2 separate regions of the Mus musculus genome follow, and region 1 is linked to region 2. A link is a contact called in public Hi-C data. All regions are on one chromosome and are shown on one strand. The core of a region is the stretch at or near the end of the contact, and the rest is flanking DNA. Distances in the headings are between cores, read along the strand shown. Region 1 overlaps Tlr7 (toll-like receptor 7). Region 2 holds the start of Prps2 (phosphoribosyl pyrophosphate synthetase 2).

What was found. A called contact is a pair of places that touch in the nucleus more often than the background predicts.
Region 1: a contact with region 2 is called in a Hi-C map of the N1E-115 cell line, with 2.9 times the contacts expected there. The contact joins the enhancer-like site here to the promoter of Prps2 in region 2. A contact is called at or near these places in 1 of 39 promoter capture datasets (the SN4741 cell line), 3 of 484 Hi-C or Micro-C datasets (the N1E-115 cell line, double positive thymocytes and pre-pro-B cells), 2 of 115 datasets of contacts at active chromatin or transcription factors (the SCID.adh cell line and memory CD8 T cells) and 2 of 9 other capture datasets (adipose tissue and pancreatic islet).

The regions. Positions count from the first base shown.
Region 1 is chrX:167,317,131-167,322,274 of GRCm38.p6, forward strand. The region is part of intron 2 of Tlr7 (toll-like receptor 7); the gene reads right to left. Among named protein-coding and RNA genes, the nearest start is that of Tlr7, 11 kb to the right of the region's middle. Within about 2 kb of position 1,846, at least 68 of the 459 cell types and tissues checked have an H3K27ac peak or open chromatin away from gene starts, as enhancers often do. A contact at or near this core is called in the N1E-115 cell line, the SCID.adh cell line, adipose tissue and 1 more, where this site is marked.
Region 2 is chrX:167,379,937-167,384,392 of GRCm38.p6, forward strand. It overlaps Prps2 (phosphoribosyl pyrophosphate synthetase 2), which reads right to left and starts at 2,813. Exons shown (of 7, transcript NM_026662.5): 1 at 2,534-2,813. The coding sequence starts at 2,655.

The sequences.
Region 1 (5,144 bases), core at 596-3,095, 64 kb before region 2:
GGGCGTGGTGACGCACTCCTTTAATCCCAGCACTTGGGAGGCAGAGGCAGGCGGATTTCTGAGTTCGAGGCCAGCCTGGTCTACAAAGTGAGTTCCAGGACAGCCAAGGCTATACAGAGAAACCCTATCTCAAAAAAAAATGCCCAGTTCAAATCCACCCTCTCATGTCCTACAGCACAGGACAGGAGGATTCTACGTGGAGCTGTAGAGGGATTGCTGGATTATGAGCAAGAAGAACTGGCTGGCTCCCAGTACTGGTTTGGATGTTCACTACCTATCTCTGAGCCAGATCCATTGCTTAGACCTCCCATAGGAAAATAACAGATGCAGATACAATGTAGAGGACATATGTATCCAGTCTATATGACTGATGGATATGACATGGTCCGTGACAACATAGATTATGCTGTGCTCCAACTCTACTTTAGGTAGTGATTTACCAAGTACTCAGTGAGAGATGAAATATAAGCAAATATCAGAATTCTGCTTTATTAATTACTTTAAAGAATAACTGTGACCCCCCCCCAAAAAAAAATCAACGGAGGCAACTGAAGCGAAGATGGGTTTATTTTGTCTATCATGCCAGCAGATGTCAGTTTATCACAGCACTGAATGCATCTCTGTCCATATTGGTTGCAGTATGAGGCCACTTGTCTGTCACACTGTATCTGCAGGCATAAGATAGAGGGGACAAGAAGTGGCGGATGGTGTCTACAAAATCTCAAAGCTCACCTCCTAGGTGACCTACATCCTCCAGCAAGACTCTACCTCTTCCAGGTAGTACAACCTCCAAATCAGCACCAGCAACTAGAGACCAAGTGTTCAAACCTATGACCTTGAGATGGGCAATTCATACCCAAAATACAATATCCATTTATTCACATGCATTCTTTCACTGGTGGTTATGTATTAGGTACATAGAAAATTACATAGTCTGTGCACTTAAGGTATAATGGGTGGAGGAAACTATATAAATGTAAAATACAATGTAAAACTCCAGAAGTTTTTCCAAACAAAATGTTTGCCCTTTCATTAGATCTATTTTAAATATATACTGTTCTTGTTCTGTAGATTTTTTTTCATACTGTCAATTACTTCAATTACTCTTAGAGTCTGAAAACATCTTTCCCTACTTTTCCTCATCTGACACAGACAAAAATCTCTATTTTTTGCACTGAGCAAATACCTGCTTTGAAAAAAATGCTTGCATTCCCATGCTCTGTTGCCAATAAATGTGACCATGTGACCCAGCTCTTGCAAACAGGATGTGAGAGGAAGACATGCACTGAACTTGTGAAATCTCTTCTTAAGCAGGGAAGATATTCCTCTTCCTTTCCATGTACTTCCATGGGGCTTCTTTTAATATGGACAATGTTGCTGGCAGCCTTCTTTGAGGGTCCAAAGGAGGAAAATGTGTTCGGGTTGTACAGCAACAGACTGAATGATTCAGATCATATAAGTCCATCATTTTTGTGACCTCATTGAGTAGGGTTTATACAATGGCCCTGAATTACTGGTTTCTAGAGATTTATGAGAACTTAAAACACTGTTACGTTAAATCTGTTCATTGATTTCTCTTTGCACACATAAAAACCTAATTTTAAATTCTAGGATTTATAAATGGGTTGCCAAACATAAGAAAGCTTAAATTGTATGATGTTGATTTTGTCAGGCTACCTGTGAGAAAGACTCAGATATTGGAGGCTGAAAAACTGGTGGCTAGCTTTCTGCTGTCATGCATGGACACTTAGTAGAAGATCAGTTTGTGCTGTGTTGAAAGGAAGACTATGTGCAGACCAAGTTGGCTTTTATGGGAAATGGCTCAGCAGTGTTCACAAAGACAGTGTGTGCTGGACACTCCTTCCTGTGGTTTAGCAGTCTTGTGAGTGACATGAACAAAAAGAGAAGCTGGCGAGTCTTCAAGAGGGCCGGAAAGAAATATAGCTTTGTGCAGAGAGATTTTGTCTGTCTGCAGCCCAGAGTGCAAAGTTGATTAAGACGTTCTTTAATTTGAAAGAGCCACAAACAAAGGCAGACATAATAGGTAGAGAAAGTATCGCCTTAGAGGAAATGGCTGTCTGCTTGTGTGCATTGTTTTCAAGTGCTTTCCATTAAGCATTTGCTAGGAGACAGTAAAAGGCAGTTCAGGACAGAAATCTGATTAAGAATTTTGTCTTCCCTTTGACTCACACAGCCTCAGGACCCATGATCCATTTGAGAGAGGAACACAAAACACAGAAAAGAAAGGACATGGAGTCCTTAGGCTGCAAACGGTCTGGAACTGCTCTAATGTGATAGCCATGAGTCACTTTGTGGCTATGCCATTTTAAGTTTATTAAAATTTGAGGAAAATACCTAATAAAAAAAATTCAGTTGCACAGTCACACTAACTGTAATTGAAGTGCCTCCAAAGCCCTACCAGGCTTATGGCTACTGTATTTAAGGACATAGATTCGAGACATCTTCATTATTGCAGAAGGTTCTATGAGACATTGATATAGATCAGGAGTTGGCAAACATTTTACATAAAAGCAAAAATTTTTTGATTTCTGAATCAGCCTAGGATATACAGTGTAAGCCCTGGTCTCAAAGGAATAAATGCAAGAATAAATACTTGGCAATATTCTTATTATTATGTAGGTACTTAAAGACCCACGTAGCACACAACATCAGAATTACAAGGTTCAGTGATAACAAAAGCAGGTTGAACCTATGAGTCATAATCTACAGACCCCTAGATGAAAACTAGACAAAATCTTCAGTTGTGCATGACATTAACTCTAAACACATTTAAATCCAAGTTCAGCAAGGATAAAAAGAAATCGAATCTCTGGTAAAACCTGTAAATCTAATCACGTGGCTGATTTTAAAATGTTGTATACCTCTCAATTCCAAGGAGTGGATTCATTTCTGAGAAAGTGAAAAAGCAAACATGCTGTAAGGTATGTAAGGTGGGACTCAGGTAACCAAGGCCCCATTCTCATTCTCCTAGCTGCTTACTATACTATTCCTTTCTCCCTATATTAGCAGAGAACAAACACATTTAAGCCCCCAAAATGTGTTTGTCTTTACATATACTCCATTTTGATGATGCCAGCCAGCCACATAGTTGAGTACAAAGGAAAGATGTGCTAAGGGAATCAAAGCCTTAAACTTAAAAAAAAATCCTCCAGATGTCCCACATTCTATTATCATAGCTAGCAAAGTTTTTGCCCTGAACATCAGATTTTTTGTGTGTGGGTTGGTGACCCAGTGTGTTTCATTAGGGTTGCATACTGGAGCTTGGACAAGGGTTATTACCAAGAGCAACGGGCATCTTAAGAGTGTCTACAGCACTGAGGACAAGGTCTCTCCTTCCACAGAGACTACTAAGTGCCTATCAATCCCCAGGGTAAGAGGTAGAGCTCATGAACCCACTCTGTCTTCAGGAGGGAATAGTTATTGGCCTATGTCTGAACAGATTGAAGATCAGATTCTATCTATTAAGTGTACAAGGAGTGACTGAGAAGGAGTTGGGCCTCTAAACGAAGGGGTTGATGTGTAGTTCAGAAGGGCACGGAAGTGAATCTTCATTAAGACTCTGTCATTATCCTTGCTTCTAGTTGTTATCTCTAGTGAAAGCACAGAGTTTATCCGTGTCATCTGGGAATAGATACAGCCAAAAGAAGGTTACCAGCACACATGTCCTATGATCAGTGGATGAGCTCAGGCAGAACTGACCCTTCGAAGATTATAAAGCATCTGAAACTTCTCCTGCCTTCCCATGCAGGCTGCACTGCAAGCCTCGGACTTGGATACCTGCAAAGTTTGCACGGAGACTCCTGCCAGTAGGAACCTGAACTGCAGTGTGAAAAGTTGGGCTCTGAGCGAGCAGCTGAGGGCCACAAATGCACTGTCTGGACAGGGCCTTTCTAAATTTGTTATTAAAGGGAAAGCATGCTTTCCTGAGGCTGCCAAATTCAAAAGACTGTCTGGAAAGCATGGTTTTAAAAATAGAAAAATGGTTCTTTATTCTGTTAGAAATTTCCCTCTTTAAGAAACACTAGGAGGTTCTTGTTTAAAGTTTAAAAAATATGTTAATTTCAATTACCACAATTTTGAAATGTAAAGCCAACCCCCCTCTCTCTCCCTCCCTCGTGTGTGTGTGTGTGTGTGTGTGTGTGTGTGTGTGTGTTACAACTCATCCACATTATTTTGCTTTACTTGTTTTTGGGGAGGGGGAAACAATGAATGCCTAAAGACATGCTTCTTTCAGTAATTTGATTTATAAAACGGTATAATACCCTGTGACATAGGCCTGGCTTTGATAATGAATCAAAGCTAATTACACATGCAAATGTACTGGGTAAATTTGGATGCTTAATTACAGAAGTAATTATGGTCTAAATGGAAATGTGCAATTTTCTATGCACAGGTGTTTCTATTCTCTCAGTAAATCACCTCATTTGCTAAAATGGAAAATGCAGAATTCATGTGGAGCAGCCATGAATCATTGGTTTGTGTATGCACACACTGTCTAATGGCTGCCTTTTATTCTTAGCGAGTGCCAGTTGTTAAAATAGACATACCATTTGGATAACATCTCTAACTCTTCACACTGAAGTTGAAATAGCACATAAATATGTTTATTTTACCGAGGAAGAAGTGCAGAACTGAGAGGCCATTGCAACCTAAGATGCAAATTCAGTTATGATCGATCACCTGTCCGTTGCCTCATGTAGTCACAATAAACAAACTCTGGATAACTTGTGTTTGCATTTTTTGTTAATTTCCTTTTGGATTAAATGACTCCTGGTACTCTAATGTCTTGGGCTTGTCCTCTTTAATATTGTTTGCGATACAAGTGCAAAAGACATTTTCATAAGTGCAATTTGCAAGTATTAGAAAAGTATTCAAGTCAGGTAGTGCAGGGATGTAAGCCCACTGCTTGGGACGTAGAGGTAGGAAGATGGCAAGTTCGATACCAGCCAAACAAACTTATCAAGAACCTGTCTCAAAACAGAATATAAAGCAGAAATCTATTGATATGGATCTGTGTGAAAGTTTGCCAAGCATGCATGAGGTCCTGGGATCAATCTTTGGTACCATAAAGAAATTAAAACAAAAATTATAGAAAGTATTCATATGTTTTGGATGGGGCTGGG
Region 2 (4,456 bases), core at 1,563-4,062:
GAACTCCAGACCAGCCTAGACCTCATGAGAACTTGACTCAAAGAAAGGGAAAGCAAATCCACTACACCAGATAGAACAGAACAAAACCTCAACCCATTCAACAGAAAGTAGAGCTGAGGGGTCTTCTCAAGCTTAGGCGTTGTCAGGATCAAAAGTGGTGAAAAGATAACCCAAACTAAAGACAAGGCTTCTTTCTATTTAAATAAATGTACGAACAATCCCGCCTGAACATCTGAGTAAGTTTCCCCTATCAGCTGATACAGGACTTAGAGTAGTAAACCCTTACTCAGCCAGATCATGGAGATTAGCCAGGCCTTGCAGCATTGTGCTGCACTGAGATTACAAAGAAGGGTTGCTTCACTTACACTTTCAAAACCCACTCCCTCCAGAGCCAGCTCCTTTATTTACATGATAACACCTTCTAAACAAAGAGGCTTATTCTAGTTGTTCCCCCAGAGCCGCTGAAACTTGGACAAGGACTAACAAAATCTTGCTATGTCCAAACCTAGCTCCATCCTTCTCCAAAGTCCTAGAGCACCCTCCATTTATTGAAGTCTACAAAGGGCGCTGGGGATGGAGCTCAGTGGTTGAATCTTCTTGTTGCCTAGCATACACAAAGACCTGGAATACATCCTCTGTACTAGAAAAAAAAAATAGACATGGTCTCATGTAGCCAAAGATGCTCTTGAATTCCCACTTCTCTGGCTTCTTCTACCCAAGGGCTGAGAACGTAGTGTGTGCCAGCATATCCTGATCTGATGCTGCACAGGGGCTTCATGCAAACTCCTGCAAGCAACTCTACCAACTGAACTACATTCCCCAACCCCAGAGTGGCATTCTTTTGTTGTTGTTGTTGTTTTTAACTTATGAAAATAAATTTTTCACTGTTCTTAATTCAATGTCACAGTTCATTTCATTGTTGTTTTCTTGTTGCCGACTCCTGGAAGGTTTGGATTACTTCCTTTTGTTCCCCCATTAATTAATTTATTTTAGGGGGTGGCTTGGAGGAGGGGGGACTTCAATCAGGATGTAATGTCAATAAGTAAACAAAGTGGCAGTTCTTTCACCTGAATTGTCCACAGGTTTCTTCTATTATCACCCAAGCTGTGTAAATGGAGTTTACCACCTAGAAAAGGTCACACGGGATTCACATAACCTCTAGAAAAAAATCATCTTTGTCATCAATATTAATCTAACTGGGTCTGATGACACACACACCCGAAATTCTAATGCTTGGGAGGTAGAAACAAGGGTTCTCCTGTGAGTTCGAAGCCTACCTGGACTACTACCTGGGTGAGTTCAATACCAGCCTAAATACATAGCAAAAGTCTGTCCCAGAAAACGAAAACCAAACCAAAATAAAACAACCAAAAGGAAAAAAAATGCCCTTAATCTCACAACCAAATTCTCGATTCATTCCATCATCAAGATTTTGTGCTTCCTTCTGGAAATTTCAGTTTTAGTTTTGACGTTTGTGTCTACAATCCGTTTCTAAGTTAACTTTTGTAAATACGGAGAATGACTTTTTTTTTTTCTGTAAAACTTGCGGAATGAATTCGTGCGCTACTAAATATAGAACGGTTATCTGTCACTGTGCACTGTATAGTTGGTTAACTGTGCTAAATAGAATTCGGGAAAAGAAATTGGCTTTGGGCAAGTAGGACAAGGAATCCCTAGTCTAAGCTGAGGAGAGCTTCCGCCTGCCTGGTGGCACCTTTTGCTAATGTGAGAAACCGGTGGAATTTTGAACAAACTGGGGTCTTGTTGCTGTGCGCAGCTAAGCTCCACAAACACAAAGAAGCTATTCGCAATGATAGATGCAACAAAGTTTAAAGGAAGGGTGCGAGCGCTCAACACGTGCGTCTCGCTTTCCCACGCTCTGCCTAACTCCCGCACAAACCCACCTTTCTGGATAAGGCAGCGCTTGGCCAGCCTGCTGCTCTGGAGAGTCACCTGAGCAGCTGGCAGTACTCTGATCGCCAGCGGCTGGAAGTGGCATTCGAAAGTTTCCCTGGGATAAACCCAGTGCCCAGGACCCGTGCAGAGCCTTTTCAACCATGCAGGATTCTGGGTTTCTGTCTGGCAGAGAGTTGGAAACTGGGGCGGGCGGATCCACCGATGTCTCCCCGCCCCCACCATTCCCGGCACCGAAGTGATGCCCACAGACTGCGCCCACTCTCCCAGACGCTCTGTAACTGCCCCGATTTTGTCCTTCCGGACTGAAGACACCAGGCGAGCCGGTGCAAAAGAGGGGCCTGGGGTGCCCAAGGGTCGACAGGTCGCCGATGTCCGGGTATTGGAGGCCCAGCCACCAGAAGGTTAACAGCCAGAGGATACGCGTAGAGACTCCAGGGTGACCCGGGTTGGGGGTGGGGGTTGGGGGTCCCTTGCTGAACTTCTTTCTCCCCTGGCGCAGCCGCCCTGGCTCTGCAGCCGCGTTGTTGCCGTCCCGCCCCGGAAGGGAGAGCATGACGCCCGCGGAGCTGGCCTGGGCATGCTTTGGCCCCTGCCTCAGCCCCAGCGAGGCTCCCACCTGGTCTCCTGGTTGCTAAACTTCTTGGTGACCACCTTGCCCAGCTCCAGGCCCAGGCGATCGGCCACGCGCTGCGACAGGTCCTGGTGAGAACTGCCGCTGAAGAGCACGATGTTAGGCATGGTGACCGGGGACTGAGGAGCGCGCTGGAGAAGGAGAAAGGGACTGCGATGCAGACTACTGCTACCGTTGCTGCGGCTGTTGCTGCTGCTGCTGCGGTGGCCTGGGCTGCTGGTGAAGCGGGAAAACGCAGCAGCAGGATCTAGGGGAGGGGAGGGCCGGGGGAGGAGCCAGAGGGAGGAGGAGCAGCTGAAGAGTCGCTGGAGGGTGCTGGGAGGCTGCTTCTGCCCACGCAGGCTGGGCATCTGGGTTTGAAGCTCTGGGTGGTCCCGAAGCACCCAAGTACAGTTGCTCCGTAGGGGAGCTCCAGGCTCCACATAGGACTTCCTGACTTGCCTTTAAATGGGGAGGTCAACCAACCAGATAAAGTGGGCACAGTGAGCCATTGCAGGAAAGGGCCATGTGGTGCCTCACAGCCAGGAGCAGCCTTTCAACCCGGAAGCTCAGAACCCAGAGGTGATACCTGGGCTTCAAGTGCACACCGTGTCTACATAGGCCAGACCCACACATCGGTTTGTATTTGCACACGGGAGTGAAGCATGTTTGCACTTGAAGTGGTGATATAGACTACGTTTGAAGATGGACTAAGAAAAGGGTTTCTCACCAACAAGAATTCTCTTTCTCTGTCATTTAATTTAGATGTATATTTTACAAAATTAGCTCAAATATTTTGTTTTCCAGTTTTTTCAACAAAAGCTGAAAATTTTGGTTTTTTTTTTTTTTCTTATTATATAAATGCCCACATTCTTTCTTGTCTTTTGCTTCTTGGTCCACAAAACCTGAACATGTTACCGTCTAGCTCCTAAATGTGTGTTGCTCTGTAAAGGAGTCATTGATGACAGCCACCATTTGACCCCTAAGCTTGGCCACAAGAGGAAAGCGTATTTTCAAGTGGTCAGTTGCCTCTCACCAATTCCTTCTGAGTCCTCGTTTTTATGTAGATAGGCTGGCTCTCAGGCTCTCTTCACAACTTCCTGTCCCTTGGATTCTCTAGAGTCAGACTCCCCCACCCCCCACCCCCACCCCTGCTGCGGCAACCAACCCCCCTCTCCCAGAGTCCTTTGCTTTCCCTGCCCTCAACCCCCACCTCAGCATTTCTGAAGTAGCTAATGCAGTGTCAGAGCCAATCGCCAATCGCTGGGCACAAAGCACACTTAAGGAAAGGAGATTCATCCTGAGCTCCTGGACGAGTGGAGCACTAGTGATCCTGACTTACATTTCTTAAAAGCTTTCAGAGACAGATTAACCTGGCCAGATAGTTGCTTGGGCTCTACCACTGTCTACTGAAATTTGGCTTGCCATATACAACAAAGACTACTTGCCCTTGAATTGTAGCCCACTCTAAAGGCACTTCTTGTGTGATTGGAGTTTGGGAGAGTATTTAGATTGACCGTATCTTTGGGGGATTTGCTTCTGGGCCCTTCCTTGAACTCTGCAAAGGTGTCAGCCTTTAATCTCAGCACTCTGGAGGCAGAGGCAGAGGCAGAGGCAGAGGCAGAGGCAGAGGCAGAGGCAGAGGCAGAGGCAGAGGCAGAGGCAGAGGCAGAGGCAGAGGCAGAGGCAGAGGCAGGCGGGTCTTTCAGTTGAAGGCTAGCTGGCCTGTTGAAACTGTGTCTCTCCAATCCCCTAAGGTTCCTCAAACCCAAGCAAATTGAATTTATGAAAGGGTTTCCTTTGAAACTCCACTGACTGCCCCAGTGGTTCTCCAAAGCGCTACTCCCATTGCATTTCTGTTCCTTTTCATTCTGCTGACAGAGATGTACATATCCTATTGTATTTCTTAAAAGAGCCAAGGTGATGATA